2 separate regions of the Macaca mulatta genome follow, and region 2 is linked to region 1. A link is a contact called in public Hi-C data. All regions are on one chromosome and are shown on one strand. Each heading gives the region's core, a stretch centred on a gene start, on an enhancer-like site or on the middle of the called end of the contact. The rest is flanking DNA. Distances are from core to core; before and after follow the strand shown.

Region 1 (7,615 bases), core at 2,441-4,940:
TCCCTGCCTGGCTCAAGGAAGCATTTGCATTTGTAATCTCTGTCCAACACCATTCTCCTTGATTTGCAGTGTCAAAACAAAGCCAAAATAAGTAAATCTTAGACTGTTTTGGCTACATGGTAAGAGGACTTAAAGTATGCCAAAAATATGAGCTGGGATGGGTCATAATTAATTTGAGGAGTAGGTGCCATGCTGTCTCTAGAGCACAATTTGAGCAGCATTTCGAGGGCTTTTCCAATGGGATGTCAGCTGCCTGGAGTTCCTCCGTTAGATGCTTAACTGCTGGACTTTAATGAGCACCCATCTTCAGATACTCCACTTTAAAATGTGAAAAGTCTTAAAAGATGATCAACTTAATTTTTCTTCAGTGTAATATAATGGGAGGGAGGCTGCAGGGTCCTGGTGCCTAGTCCCTGGCATACCAATCACTAGTCCCCTTAAGGAAGGTTTGTTAGCCTCAATGCTATTTATATTTGGAACCAGATAATTCTTTTTTGTGGGGCGGATGCTCTGTGAATTGTAGATGTTTAGTGACATTCCTGGCCTTCACCCATGAGATTCCAGGGGTACACTTCCATAGTTGTGAGAACCAAAAACATCTCTGGACATTTTTGCCGAATATCCCCTGGGGGAGAAAATTGCTGCCAGTTGAGAACCACTGCCTTAAGCTAATCATCTAGCCACTCTTAAAACTGATACTGGGAATGGCAAATAGGATTGGGGACTCTAAGGAGAGACAGCATGATGAGCTAATAAAGGATGATGTCAAAGGGAAACAAAGCTGTTCGATAGGTACTTCTAACCTTTGAGGATGAGGAAATGAGAAAATCACCTTCTACCAGTGGTCAATCTTTTCTTTCTCATGCACATGCCTGCTATTCGAACTAGCATACTAAAAATGCCCCATGGCTCACCATGGGCTGCCAGGAATTCAGTGGGTTCCAAATCCTGATGCTGACCTCTTCTAAGTTCCATGTTTCCCAGTATACTCTTCCCAGTTATGCACTGCCGGCTCCAGGCTTACAGAACACGTGGTGTTCTTTCCTGCCTCCAGCCCTTGCTGGGGCTCTTTCCTTGGTTTGCATGTCCTTCCCAGTCCTCAGTTACTGCCTATAATTTCCTCATCCTTCACAGCTCAGCTCTTTTGAAGCCTGGCTGGATCCCCACAGACAGACACACTGGTTGCATCCTTCTTTGTTCTCCCACTGTTGTGTTTACATCTTTTAGAGCACTGGTCATGGTCTTTCTGGATGAAAGTTGTCCAGGTTCATCTGTCTTCTTCTTCTGCCTCATTCACCTGCCTTGATGCAGAGACTGTGTCTGATTCCTCTTCATATCACCCAGCACCTAGCACCCTGTGAGATACAGAATAGGTTCCCCACCAACATTTGAAATGAAGAAAATTATAAAGAAACATGGCATAAACAGTTGAACCTAATGTAGTTTGACCTAGATGCCTACACTTGAAATATGTAACTTCTGTATTTAATCAGTGAACAACTATGTATTTAATAGACTGAGGGGAGCTATTGACCATACTTGAGCAGGGCAGTGATGTAGACCTCTGTTTTAGGAAGATCTGCTTGACTACATGAGTTATAATGACCATGGAAAATTTATATTTTTAACTACATTAAAAGTCCCCTCCTACAAAGTATGCAAAACAATTCTTACCTAATACGGGGGGATGGGGGCCTTGAGGTTTCGCTTGTGAAGGGCCTAAAGAACTTCCTCTAAAAGGTGACTGCGAGGTGTAAAGCCTTTAGTGACAGCCTGATAATTATTATTACCAGGCACAAAGCTTAAGGAACCTAAAAGATCCCCAGGTACTATTCCAAATAGTAAGATACAAAAAATGCAAATGGAGAAATTAAAAGATGGAATCATTAAATCACTGACTCTTAATGTTGGCTGAGACCTTAGAAGTGATCTTTCCTGATTCTGTTCTCTCATCTTCCTATGCTGATGCTGATTCTACCTTTAGAAGGTTCCCACCCAGTGCTTGCTGCTGTTAGAGCCTAAGAATTAAGAGCTGGGGCCTGATGGTGGTGTTTACTGTGTTTAAATGACCAATCTATTTCATTAGCAGTGAAAACTTCAGGTGAATTTTTAGACCTCTGTTTCTTTATCTATAAAATGGGCATGAGGCTACTTACACAGGTATTGTACAAAGAAATAATGCAGATGCATTGCTTAGCATGTTACCTGGCACATTCAAAATAGTGAATAAACATTAGCCTTAAAAATTATTTTAGCTAATTAATTAATATATCTGAAAGTACATAGGAAATCACAAAGCATTTGACCTCCAGGTTGTTCCTATTTTGGGGCTTCATTGTATGTGGTCAGATATTTTTTTACACATTCCAGTCCTTGTAGCTGTCACTCAAGTCCACATGATATACAGTCTTGGTGAGGGAAGTGAAGAGTCTCTGGATAAAATGGCCTATTCATATGGCAAAGCAAAATGGAGACCGAAGTCTATTATTTCTTTCTTACTAAAGACAAGGTTGACTTTCCTTTTCCCGGATCATCTCCTGTTGGACCGGAGACCTGGCCAGGGCGGTAAGTCAACTGGTAATGGCCATAGCACTCAAGTGTGTAGGCTGTACTATACATCTTAGTAGGTCTGTGTCTTTATGACTTAATCCCAGAAGCCTTATCTTTTTCATCTGTAAAACAGGGCTCATGGCCACTTTGCAGGATTGGAGTGAAGATAGATGGATAAAAAAACTGTAAAGTTCCTTCAAAAACTGTATTCTGTGGCTGCTAGTGGCTGCTGCTTTGCATTTAACACTGTTCTCCCAAACACAGTTGATCTCTCTACAGGTTATTTCAGCAGAAACCCTGGTCCAGGAGAGTCTATGAAGTTCCAGCTTACACCAGACACGACCAGCATCCAGAGAGAACTGAAAGAAGCTTGAATCCTCTCACTAGAATCCCTGCAAAATGACTCATGTAATTGCTCTGTGTAAGTATCCTTAGTCTTTATTGTACACCCACACGATTCTGATGCTATAGACTCCTGTGGAATGCAGGGAAAGGGAGAAAGGGGCCCATTTTAAATGCCTAGGATTGAAAAGAGACCACCATTTCACTTGTAAAGGTAGACAGGGACTATCAAATATCTGGTCAAAATACCTGCCAATCACTCCAGATCCTCCCTTGTTTGTCTATCTGTCATTCCTTCCATTAGGAGAGAGAAAGCCTTTTTTTTCCCCTTTAAATTTCCTAGGAGGGATTTCTAGGGTCTTTCCCTCAGGAATTAGTTGTAGGAATAATTGGGCCAGTGGAGTGCAGGAGATATATCCAGCGCAGCCCGTGGACTCCTAGAAAAAGTGACCTAGATCAAGCAGCTGGTGGATTGAGGACTATTGTGGGGACCCCCTGCCACCTACTGACTTACAGCTGAACCCACATTCCCAGCAGCTTCAGCCTGGGGGCTGGGGGAGGGGGCAGAGAGAGCTCAGAAAGGCGGGGGAGGGTAAAGAGGACTGCGAGGTTGCCCCTTCCAGGACCAAGCGCCACGTGTCACCTCCCCGCCCCCCCAACCTTTCTTCACACACAGAAAGGAGGATAAGGTGAGGACGGAAGGCAGGGGGAATAAGTAGGAAGGTCGGCTGTGGAACTCCAAGCTGGCTCGGTGGGTATTAGCATAGAGCTTACTGCCTGTGTGAGTGTGAGGGGGAGAGCGAGAGAGAGCAAGGGAGGGAGAGAGAGGCAGGCTGCGAGGGGAGAGGAGAAGGAGAGGGGGAGCCAGCGCTCCAGCTAGCATGAGGACGGGCTTCTCTTCCCGTGCTCAGTTAATCTGGCTGTCAGTTGGTGTTAACGCTGCAGTTTAAGTGCTCCGATTCCAAGGGAAACAGACAAACCTCACTGAAGGAAGGAAGGAAGCAAGCAAGGAAGGAACAGCAGGAGGAAAAGAACAGGCAGAACAGCGAGAAGAATAAAGGGAAAGGGGGGAGAAACACCAAATCTATGATTGGACCTGGGCTTCTTTTTCGCCAATGCAAAAAGGAATATGCAGCACATTTTTGCCTTCTTCTGCACCGGTTTCCTAGGCGCGGTAGTAGGTGCCAATTTCCCCAACAATATCCAGATCGGTGAGTGAGGGGGCAGCCTGGGGAGGGACTTTCTGGGTCTGGCCAGGGATTTTCTGGGGCGTAGGGGTTGTGTACCCCCTCCCCGATACTGACTGTTGTGCTTGGCTCCCTAAAGCTGTGCTGCAGTAACAGAAGGGAGACTTGGGCTGCCAGCCAGAGGAGGGGGCTTCTCCTGATCGGATGAGGGCAGAGGGGAAGTGTTCGCACACATACACACATCCCACTCGCACTCCAGGCAAGAGCATGTGAAATGGAGGAACTATCGCTTTGGAGGAAAAAAAAATCAGGCTGAAAGGGGTGGTGGGTGTTTAAGGAGTTAACTGTATTGCTTGGTAGATGGTGCTTGATTCCATTTTTAATGTAAGTATGTATGGTGTGTGTGTTTTCACGTGTGTGATTATATATTACATATGCACATATATATGTAATTGAAGGAGGCAGTGCTTTCTCTGCTAGGAGACAGAAAAGAGACCCTCTAGAAGAAGGAGTGAGGGGTGCTGGGTATATTGCAGCCACTGAAATAATGCCAGAAGGCCCCCACTCCAAGGCGGGTAGGCTCCCTCTCCTGCTCTGGACTCCTCCAGCTGCCTTCCCTTTGCTGTCTGCCATGCTGCGCTGGTGGTCTCCACTCCCCCGATCCTGGAACTTCCTAGCCTGCCTTTTCTCCGTTCCTTCCTTGCCCCTCCTCTTAGATTTCCTGTCCACAGAGGTCTACCTTTTACACACACAAGCACACACGCGTACGTACACATGCTCCTTTCTCCTCCTGTTGGCTGTCCGTTATCCTTGTTACTGGGCTCCATCCTCTCAACTTAGAGGCAGGTTGCAACATGCTGCCTGCTTTTCTTGTTCCCCATTTCCCCTTCTTAGTTGTTGCACTTCTGAAAGGCCCCGCCACCCTCCCTGTATTTCTGAGGGAACTGACAGATATTGCTACTCCTGATAATCATGAGGGAAAGCAAAACAAACAGGAGCAATAACGCCAACCACAAAGCATGTCCACAAGGGCTTGGGGCTTCCGTGTGACCAGGATTTCAGTGTCGTTTGTGTCCCAGAATGAAGCAAGCTGCTGTGTTTGGAAGCATCTTTGTTGGTTTGGTTTCTAGTCTCTCTTCCCTGGTAGGGAGATAGCTCCACTAGGGAAAGTTCGCATTACTGGGAGTTTGTGCCCTTTTGTGAGTGTGTGTTTGAGGGGGGACATGGTGCAATTGATATTTTGTCAGGCATATGTGTGCTGCAGTACCCATCTCTTTCGGCCTCTCCAACTAGCTGGCGGCTTGGAGTGGTCATGGAGTAACTTGCTTTGTTTCCTGACACCTGTTAAGCTACATCCTGAAGTGTGTATGTATCTGTGTGCTAGTGCCTTACACACAAAACTTCCTGCCTTCAGGGGAGACACTTCCCTTGTAGCCCAGCCTGTAGCCTTCTACTCCCCAACCTCCCACCCCTTCTCTTTCATTCATTGCAGAGGAGGAGAAAGGGGACAGGGCAGTGTTTGGGGTGTGGTCATCTGGGGGGAAAGGGGAGCATCAGAATCAATAATTTTTTTGTTGTTTTTATTCTTTAAAATGGGGGCACATGTACATGTGGAAATCACTGGCTCTTACATGTGGCATTGTTTACATTTGTGTTTATATACTACCTATCCTTTGTGGATGGGATGTGTTTGTCTAGTGTATTTGTATATATAGCAACTGGTATAAATGCATGAGAATGTTTTGTGTATGTGCTGTTTTCTCATGTATCTCTGCAGATTTTTAAAATTATATTTAGCCCTACCTTGGTTGTTTAACTGATAAAGCCATTGCTACTGTTTTCAAAAACAGAGATTGAAGCATTAAATTATAGAACAGAATGCTGAAAATATCATCGCCATCAGGTAGTACTTGATTCTATTCGTGTGACCTGTAATAAAAGGCTTGCAATCCATGTATTGGTTCTTAAAAATAAACACCCACTCTACAAGAAGTTAGAAGTGCATTGTGTTTGGACTATGATTACTGTCAGATCTGAGATAAACTTCTATGTAAACATCACTGTAGTTCAGTCTCTAGAAATGGCTGATTTTAATTCACAGAAATGTAATTGATTTACATGTTGACAGTAAATACAAAGGTAAGCCATGAACTCTTGTTTCTCGGAACAGGCACCCTATCAGGCACTTTGCTATACCTTTTACTAGAATAGAACGCTTGTATCCTCTTGAGATTCCTAAGATCCCACATCTTTGAAGCACAAGGTTCCACCATGCAAACACACAATGGCAATCCCTTATGTAACAAGTCATTCCTAGGTAACTGGGATCATGAGTGGTGAAAGAAGCAGCAAAACATTGTTTGCAGAAAAACAAGTGTTTTTAGAGAAAATGAATAATAAACCTTAGGGGCAATAGAATTGTTAGATTGCATGCAGGTCTTGCTAGGCCAAAGACTAAGAAGTGTCCAAGCAAACAGTTATAGTAGTGGAGAAGCCCACAGGGTCCCAGAGCTATATTTCAATCACCCTGCAGCATTGATTAGTACCTAATTCCCATAAAGCTCTCTGGTGAGAGATGGGGTTGATATAAGAAAAAGTAGACATGACAAGAGGGTGAGGGGGCTTATGTATATGTTTATATAAGAGAATAGCAGTTCCTAGGTGGTTTGCACAAGGGAGGAGGCAGAGAAATAGCACAAGTCTCCTGTTTTCTCTGACTTTAGCTGAGTTGAGGGGTACACAATCAAATGTCTGAGCAAAGTAATAGATATTAGAGGCCCTTGTCACAAAAAAGCTCATCTGTAGGAGCTTAAGTGTCAGCATCCAGTTAAGTCTATTTGAACTCTCATCTCTACCGCTCAAGGCTACAGCTAGTGAGTTTGGCATGGGGAGAAGAAGAGGACTCATCTGGGGTGAGTTGTGAGGAACTAAAACCTATCTCTAGCCCATATACCATGTTGCATTTTCTTTTCTACTAGGGGGATTATTTCCAAACCAGCAGTCACAGGAACATGCTGCTTTTAGATTTGCTTTGTCGCAACTCACAGAGCCCCCGAAGCTGCTCCCCCAGATTGATATTGTGAACATCAGTGACAGCTTTGAGATGACCTATAGATGTAAGTAATTGTTTCTATTTCTGAGATGTCTTTCTGCGCTAGACCAATGAAAGGAGGGCCTGTGGGTAGCTGGTGGTGTTGCAAAAATGACTTCAGTTGCCATTCGTCTTCATAAGAGAAAGCCCTCCAAGAAAAATGTCTAGAGGCTTCTGAGTGATTCCAGCAGTTGGCATTTTAGCCCCTGCAATGCTTCATGGAATGGATTTGCTTTTTCACTGTCAGCTAACTTTAAATGCCAGCACGATGGGTGCTTGGGTTGACTGCATCTTCCCTACCTTGCAGAGGTTTTCTGGTCCAGCTGAGAGTTTTGCACATACGAAACTTCTGAGAGACATAGAATTAAGGGTCCTGAGTTTATGAAAATGTGGTCTAAAATGCTTAAGGCATATCCTATCCATAAGTTAAATGGACAGAATGTAG
Region 2 (7,615 bases), core at 1,456-3,955, 480 kb after region 1:
GCACCCATCAACCCATCATCTAGGTTTTAAGTCCCACATGCATTAGGTATTTGTCCTAGTGCTCTCCCTCCCCTTACCCCCCACCCCCTAACAGGCCTGGTGTGTGATGTTCCTCTCCCTGTGTCCATGTGTTCTCACTGCTCAGCTCCCACTTATGAATGAGAACACGTGGTGTTTAGTTTTCTGTTCCTGTGTTAGTTTGCTGAGAATGATGGCTTCCAGCTTCATCAATGTCCCTGCAAAGGACATGAACTCATTTTTTTTTTTTTTAATGGCTGCATAGTATTCCATGGTGTATATATGCCACATATTCTTTATCCAGTCTATCATTGATGGGCATTTGGGTTGGTTCCAAGTCTTTGCTACTGTAAATAGTGCTGCAATAAACATACGTGTGCATGTGTCTTTATAGCAGAATGATTTAAAATCTTTTAGGTATACACCCAGTAATGGGATTGCTGGGTCAAATGGTATTTCTGGTTCTAGATCCTTGAGGAATCGCCACACTGTCTTCCACAATGGTTGAACTAATTTACACTCCCAACAACAGTGTAAAAGCATTCCTATTTCTCCACATCCTCACCAGCATCAACAACAGAGATTTCTTTCTCACAGTTCTCGAGGCTGAGAAGTCCAAGACCAAGGCATCAGCAAATTCAGTGTGTCGTGAAGGCCAGTTTCCTGATTCATAGACACCCGACTTCTTGCTGTGTCTTCACATGAGAAAGGGAAGACAGGAGGGATCTCTCTGGAGCCTCTTTTATAAGAGTTTTCATCCCATCCATGAGGGCTCGGCCCTCGTAAACCAATTACCTACCCAAAACCCCACAAGTACTCTCACACTGGGGATTCAGTTTTACTACATGGATTTTGGGGGCACAAACATTCTGTCTACAGCACATGCCTGATAAGTGACGGAATTGGTATCTAAATTCGGTCCATCTGGTTCCAAAGCCCATACCCCTAACTGCCACCTTGTACTTATCAAAAATCTACTCTAGGTATTGCAGATGTATATTAATTCACATGGAGACATCTTACTCATTGTTATTATTATCAATCTATTATTGAATGAAAAAGAAGTGGCAAAAGAATGTATAACAGTTTGATTCCTTTGGGAGAAAAAAATATATATATATGAACATATAATTGCAACAGCTAGAACATAAAAAGTAATGTACTGTGACAGGTGATGGAGGAGGGTGGCTACAAGTGTACACTTGAGAGTCAGACAGACCTCAGCTGAATCCAGGAAGCCCCACTCTCTCCCTGTGTAGCTGTTTCCAGCAATCACTTGCCCTCACTAAGCCTCAGTTTCCTCGCCTGTAAATGACAGGCTGAACCTAAAATCATCAGTGTACAGGTCAAACACAAAGAACCATCTAGTGTGTTATTCCATTTATATGAAATGTCCAGAAATGGCAAAACTGCAGAGACAGAAAATAGATTAATGGCCCCCTGGGGCTGAGCGTAGGAACTGAGATTAACTGTAAATGAGCCTAAGGGGTTTTACTAGGATGATAGAAATATTCTAAAACTGGACTATGCTGATGGTTGCACAACTTTTTAAACTCACTAAAAAAATCTGTGAATTGAAATGATTAAGGAATTAAAATGGATGGACTTTATACATAGAAATTACACCTCAATAAACTTCTAAAAAATCATGTAAAACTGCTATTAAATAGTAGGCCCTCAACAAATAGAGGTGGTTATTACCATTACAATTGTTAATGGAATTATTAACAGGTTTAGAAAGTGGTATTCCCAATAAATTAAAAAATTTTTGCTTATGCTTACCTGTAATTTTTACACTTGTACAAGAGATGTATTTCTTATACAATAAAAAGAGAAAGGGAAAAAAATCAATTCCATTAAAATATCATAGAAGGAAAGGATCCTATTATCATGGGAATGATTTTAATTTTCCTCCCTCGGCTTATTTTCCATTTTGCAACAATGAATGTGTACTGCTTGGATAAAATAGTGGATTATAGTTTTTCATAAATACCTTACGTTATATTCCATCTTGTGCTAGACACCAGGCAGCATATAAGGCGATCTGAGAGGTTGCCCCCTAAGGTCTTGCGGTCTAGAGTGGAGGCAGGATAGATAAAAGACCCATCTGGAAAGTTGGAGAACAAGCAGTTCATGCTAAGAAACCAAATGAGTTGCCCCCCAGCAAGGCTAGAGGGCCCCAAAGAGGAGGAATGTGCTGGCTCAGGGCCAGGAATGCTCTCCTGCGGCAAGCCTGGAGCAGGGCCTGGGGAGATAGCCAAAGAGGTGGAATGTCCACATACTCATAAATATTAACTGAGCACCACCTCCATGCCAGACCCTGCAAGGAGCTGGCGATGCATGGTGACAGGACAGACAAGGTCCCTGCTCTGCGATGCCACACTCCCTGGGCATGAAGGGGTGTCGAGACCCTGCCGCCTTCAGCTTGGCTCTGAGCACAGCATGCAGCAATTATCCTTTGTCTGGTCGATGTGCTGGTGCCTGGGGAGGGTGAGGAGGTGGGGAGCCTCCTCAGGGACTCCCCGCTGCCCAAGCCCTCATCCACAGCTGGGCAAGGGCAAGAATTAGAGAAGGCCCAGAATTACAACCAGGCCTGGGTTCTCATGCTGGCACTGGTTCCACAGGAGTAAGTCCCTTCCTTGCCCAGACGTCAGTTTCCTCAGTGTAATGGTCATGCGCTGCCGCAGCTCTGTAGCCAGAGCTTCTAGCTTCAAGCCTGGCTCTGCTACCTACCCAGCAACTTGACCTCAGCCAACTTTCTTAGCCTCTGAAAGCTCCAGTTTCCTCTTCTGAGAAAATGGGTGAATTGCTAGCACCTAACCCAGAGAGGTTTGTGGGGATGGGGAGGACTGAACAAGGTAAAGCATAGAAAGCTCGGAACAGGGTGCCAAGCATATACTTGGCAAATGTAAACTACAGCTGCAGCTTACTTCCAAGTCTACGCCGATGGCTCTAGGGGATTCGGAATTCCTGGGGCATCCCAACCTGGAAGATTGTGAGGTAACAAACAGCACCAGCTCAGCAAAAGCATGCCTAACAGGATAGATAGAATTTGGGAGGGAGAGAGGGGCTGTAAAACCAGGAGCGGAAAACAAAAGATTATGTTCCTCCCATTAGCTTTGCACGCCCCTTATCCACATACTCAGTCCAGGGCTGACACCTGCTGGCTGGAGAGGAGCATTGCAAAGAAAAGAGACCTTTCCCACTGGCTGGGGGATCTGAAAGCAATGTTTAACCCCAGAGAGAAAAGACAGGTGGAAGCCTTAGATATGAGGATGAAGGGGTCTAGGGATGTTTGCATTGGAAAGGTTTAGGTAGAAGGAATTTAGGCTGCTGTGGAGCTAAGAGACCCAAGTTCAAATCTCAGCTTTTCTACTTATCAGCTGTGAGACTGAGACCTCCCCATGTCTCAGTTTGCTTATGTATGAAACGGAAATAATAGTGTCTCATTCTACGGTGAAACTGCACATAAAGTGCCTGACAGAGTTGGTGACTCCGTAAAGGTTATTTTTCCCTCTGGATGTCTTCACCTCATTCCTGGGATCTCTAAGGTGAAGTACCTTGCAGGGGTCCTCAAACTAATTTATGTCACCATCCCCAAGTGCCTATCAAAAACACAAATGCTCAGGCTCCCCTGATATTGCTGTGGATCAGCTCTCTGGGGATGACAGCCTAGGTGTCTGTGTTGTAGCAAACTCCCAATCCTTATGCCCCTCCAAGTTTGAGGGCCTCCAGAGTCGTGTCAGAGCACCAGACTAGGAGTCTAGCTTTGGCTCTCCCAGGGGCATTCCGTCGGCCTCTCTGTCTCCATTTTCCCACCCACTAAGTGTGACCAGGAGTCCTGCCTGGCATGCTTCTCCACAGGGAGGGTGCTTTGGAAACTGTGATGCTAATGCTGACATGAAAAAGCAGGAGTGTCCAGAATAATAGGGCACTTGCCCTCATGGGCTCTCTCCTTGAGAATGAGCTTAGGAGAGATGAAGCCACCAAAGTCAGGGTGGAGATGGAGGGAGATGATGGGGAGAAGAGGGGAAGCTGGCATAGCTCCTTCAGGGCATCCAGGGGCTGGCTGTGCAGGGATGGATGATCAGGAGCTGGTCACCCATGCACTGTGTGACCCATCCCAGCAAGAAGAAGAGGCAGGCAGCAAGGAGAGAATTCCAGCTGTGCCCACAGTAGAAGCCAGTGGGCAGAGTGGGAAAGAATCATGGCTGTGCCTAGAATCGCAGCCCCTCCACTGCCCTAGGGCCCTCCCAGGTTGCCTTCCTCTCCCCTCCTGGGTGCCTGTAACCTGGCTACATTCACAACCTCTACACCCTGGAGGCAGATGGGGTTTTTGTTTTGTATGTGTGTGTGTGTACAGTAAAATCAAGGCTCGGAGAAGAGAAAGGAGTCCCTTGCCGAACTTCTTAATGAATCCTCAGCCCAAACCTCCCTAAAGTTTCATGACAATAACAGAGGAGGCTGGTCAAGGATTATTTCTGTCACACAGAGGAGAAATCCAGATCAGAAATGACATGTAATTTATCCAAGAACACAGAGCAGAGTTGAGTCTCAGACTAGGCTATCATTACTGCCACATCGTGCATATTCATTCCTGCTACAGGTAAAAGATTGGGCCAGTGACCCCCTGGGTCACTTCCAACTCTCTATTTTCTAATTCCAGGACTGCAGTCTATTCTTTCAAATGTATGTCTTTCTGGTTCCCCCAGTGAACCAACAGCTCAAACCAAAATGGCCTCTTCTTGACTCCCTAAACAAACCCGAGACTTCCCACTTATTTTTCTGTTCCAAACCTCCCCTCACCACACCCAATCACACCCCCATTCTTCCATACTTGTGAACGTTCTCCAGTCCTTCAAAGCCCAGCTGAATTCTCACCTGCTCCAGGAAACCTTCTCCAATCCCCCCAGTGAAAAATAATATCGACTTGTGTGAGCAGGGAAATGGAATCAGAAATACAAGCTATTTAATGAGCAGCCCTACCTGGCGCTGTGCTATGAAACACATATACCTGTATTATATGCCTTCTATTCATGTACGTTATTTGCAGTGCAGTTAACCCTTGAACATCGTGGAGTTTAGGGAGCCAACCCCAGAAACAGTCAAAAATCTCTAACTTTTGACTCCTCCCAAAACTTAACTACTAATACCCTACTGTTCACTGGAAGTCGTACGGATAACATAAACAGTCAATTAATACATTTTTTGTTTTTTTGGGTTTTTTTGATGGAGTCTCTCTCTGTCACCCAGGCTGGAGTGCACTGGCACGATCTCGGCTCTCTGCAACCTCTGTCTGCTGGGTTCAAGCGATTCTCCTGCCTCAACCTCCCAAGTAGCTGGGACTACAGGCATGTGCCACCACACTCAGATAATTTTTGCATTTTTAGTACAGACGGGATTTCGCTATGTTGGTCAGGCTGGTCTCGAACTCCTGACCTCATGATCCAACCGCCTTGGCCTCCCAAAGTGCTGAGATTACAGGCGTGAGCCACCATGCCTGGCCAACTAATGCATATTTTTATGTGTTACATGTATTATATACTGTACTCTTACTCTAAAGTGAGCTGAGGAAGAAAACAGTATTTACTATTTATTATGTGGAAGTGGATCATCATAAAAGTCTTCATCCACATCTTCACATTGAGTAGGCTGAGGAGGAGGAGGAAAAGGAGGAAGAGGGACTGGTCTTGCTGTCTAAGAAGTATCGGAGGTGAAAGAACATCTGAGTGGAAGTGGACCCGCACAGTTCTAACTCGGGTGGTGAAGGGTCACCTGTGCATGATGTACATGTGTATATATTATCTCATTTCATCTGCAAAATCTCAACAAATAGTTGAGAACAAAGAGTAAGCCTGTCTTACAGATGTGGAAACCAGACCTCAGAGAGCTTATGTGGCTCACTTAAGGTTATCTGGAAGGCTATGGTATCAGAGAAAGGCTCAGGAAGAAAATATTAAAACCCAGTGTAGGAGAGGGTGGGGGTGTGACCGGGAGGCAGGTTTCAGAGCAACATGAGAAAGAATGTGGAGCAAGCAAGAAACTAAAAATCCTTGAGAACGTGTGGTCAGAAGGCTCTAGGTCCAAAACACCAGATGAGAGGGTCGTTTCCCTCAAGCAGCGTGTTAATTCACATAGCACCTTCATCCACTTTATCTCATTTAAAACAACCATCTTTTTAGATAGACAACAACATCATCATTCTACAGAGACAGAATCAAAGGCTTGAGAAAATCCTAACCAAGCTCACACAGTCCGTAAGTGAGACTGGAACATGAAGCAAGCTGGATTTCAGAATCTGTGTTCTTTCTGATACACAATTGTATTATTTACAACATTGCCTAGAAATGTTTGCATAGAAGGCTGCCTCCACTCCTGGTTCACCCTCTGTTTGTTACGGGGCCTGAGAAGCCACCATTCTGCATGTCAATGCACCCTCTCAACGCTCATTGAACTCTGACATTCCAGGACTCTTGATTGTGTGAAAAGCGGCTTGTGGATCTTCACGGTTTTTTTTGATCTTCAAGAGCTTCATGTGAAAATAAAATAATGTCTAGAGTAGCTCACCTTTCAGTAGATCCATGGATAGATGCCAAAACCAGGCGCTGGATAAAAAGAAAGCAGAGCAGGGAGAAAAGGGCTCAGAGCAGGAGTGAACACCTGTTCATTCAACAGAGGGCTGTGAGTCCCTCCCTCTGCAGTTGAGGGTATGGTGAGGACGGACAGCCCCCCACCCCCGCCCCCTCCCGCCTCCTGGATTCCCAGACGCCTCCTCCCTCACCAGTTTGCAGAGTGGCCATGGAGGAGGAGAGCACAGAAGGGCACTTCCTCCCTTGGGTCCTGATGGTCAAATGAGTGGGCACATCCAAGCTCTGAGAATCTCAGCAGCTGCCATAGGCTCCACCACTCTCCACCACTGCAGAGGGGCCAAGGGGGCCAAGGCACCTGCCAAGGGCTCACCTGCTGCCACTGCCCTGGAGAGTCCTGCCCACTCTCAGCCACAAGCTCTACCTGTTACCACTTGTCACCCTCCCAAACCCAGCTGTGAGTAGACCTTTCCTCGGTGACGCACCCCCCTCCCCGACCCCCGCCAGCATCCAACCTTTCCCCCCATCCCCACCGCTGGAAATGAGCTTTCCCTTCTCTGTGGTTGCATCCTCCCTTTGTCCTCTCCCCCTTCCCTGTGTCTTCATCTTGTCCACCCAAACAGATCCCAGTCTAGGAGTAGGTTCTGATTCCCTCGGGGATCCCTCAGGGGTCTAGCACCTTGTAGGTGCTAGTAACAGTTTCTAAAGCAATGAGTGAGTCATTGAGTGAGTCAGGGAAGTCAAGCAAGGACAAGCTCCATGGACCTGACCGTGTAAAAGCAGCTGGTTGGCGACAAGCCATCCAAGCCACAGCATGCGGGTGGCTTGGGTCGGTCAGACTTGTCTACCTGAGACACCAGCAGCAGGCAAGCCCACCAAATGCCAGTGAAGGGGAGCCAGGTATCCATCCTCAGGGAGCCCTAAAAACCCTGAACGATTGTGGGCAGTGCTGACTTGGTTATCTAACGGGTTCAGACAGTGCTTTCTCAAAGAAACTTTCATGAAAAAGG

Evidence for each region. A called contact is a pair of places that touch in the nucleus more often than the background predicts.
Region 2: a Hi-C map of fetal cortical plate shows a contact between it and region 1, with 4 times the contacts expected there. The contact joins the enhancer-like site here to the promoter of GRIA1 in region 1. A contact is called at or near these places in 6 of 14 Hi-C or Micro-C datasets (blood, cortical neurons, fetal cortex germinal zone and 3 more).

What each region holds. Positions count from the first base shown.
Region 1 is chr6:162,343,228-162,350,842 of T2T-MMU8v2.0, forward strand. It overlaps GRIA1 (glutamate ionotropic receptor AMPA type subunit 1), which reads left to right and starts at 3,691. Exons shown (of 16, transcript NM_001265785.2): 1 at 3,691-4,103; 2 at 7,058-7,195. The coding sequence starts at 4,022.
Region 2 is chr6:162,823,501-162,831,115 of T2T-MMU8v2.0, forward strand. No RefSeq gene overlaps it. Among named protein-coding and RNA genes, the nearest start is that of FAM114A2, 79 kb to the right of the region's middle. Within about 2 kb of position 2,706, at least 9 of the 40 cell types and tissues checked have an H3K27ac peak or open chromatin away from gene starts, as enhancers often do. A contact at or near this core is called in fetal cortical plate, where this site is marked.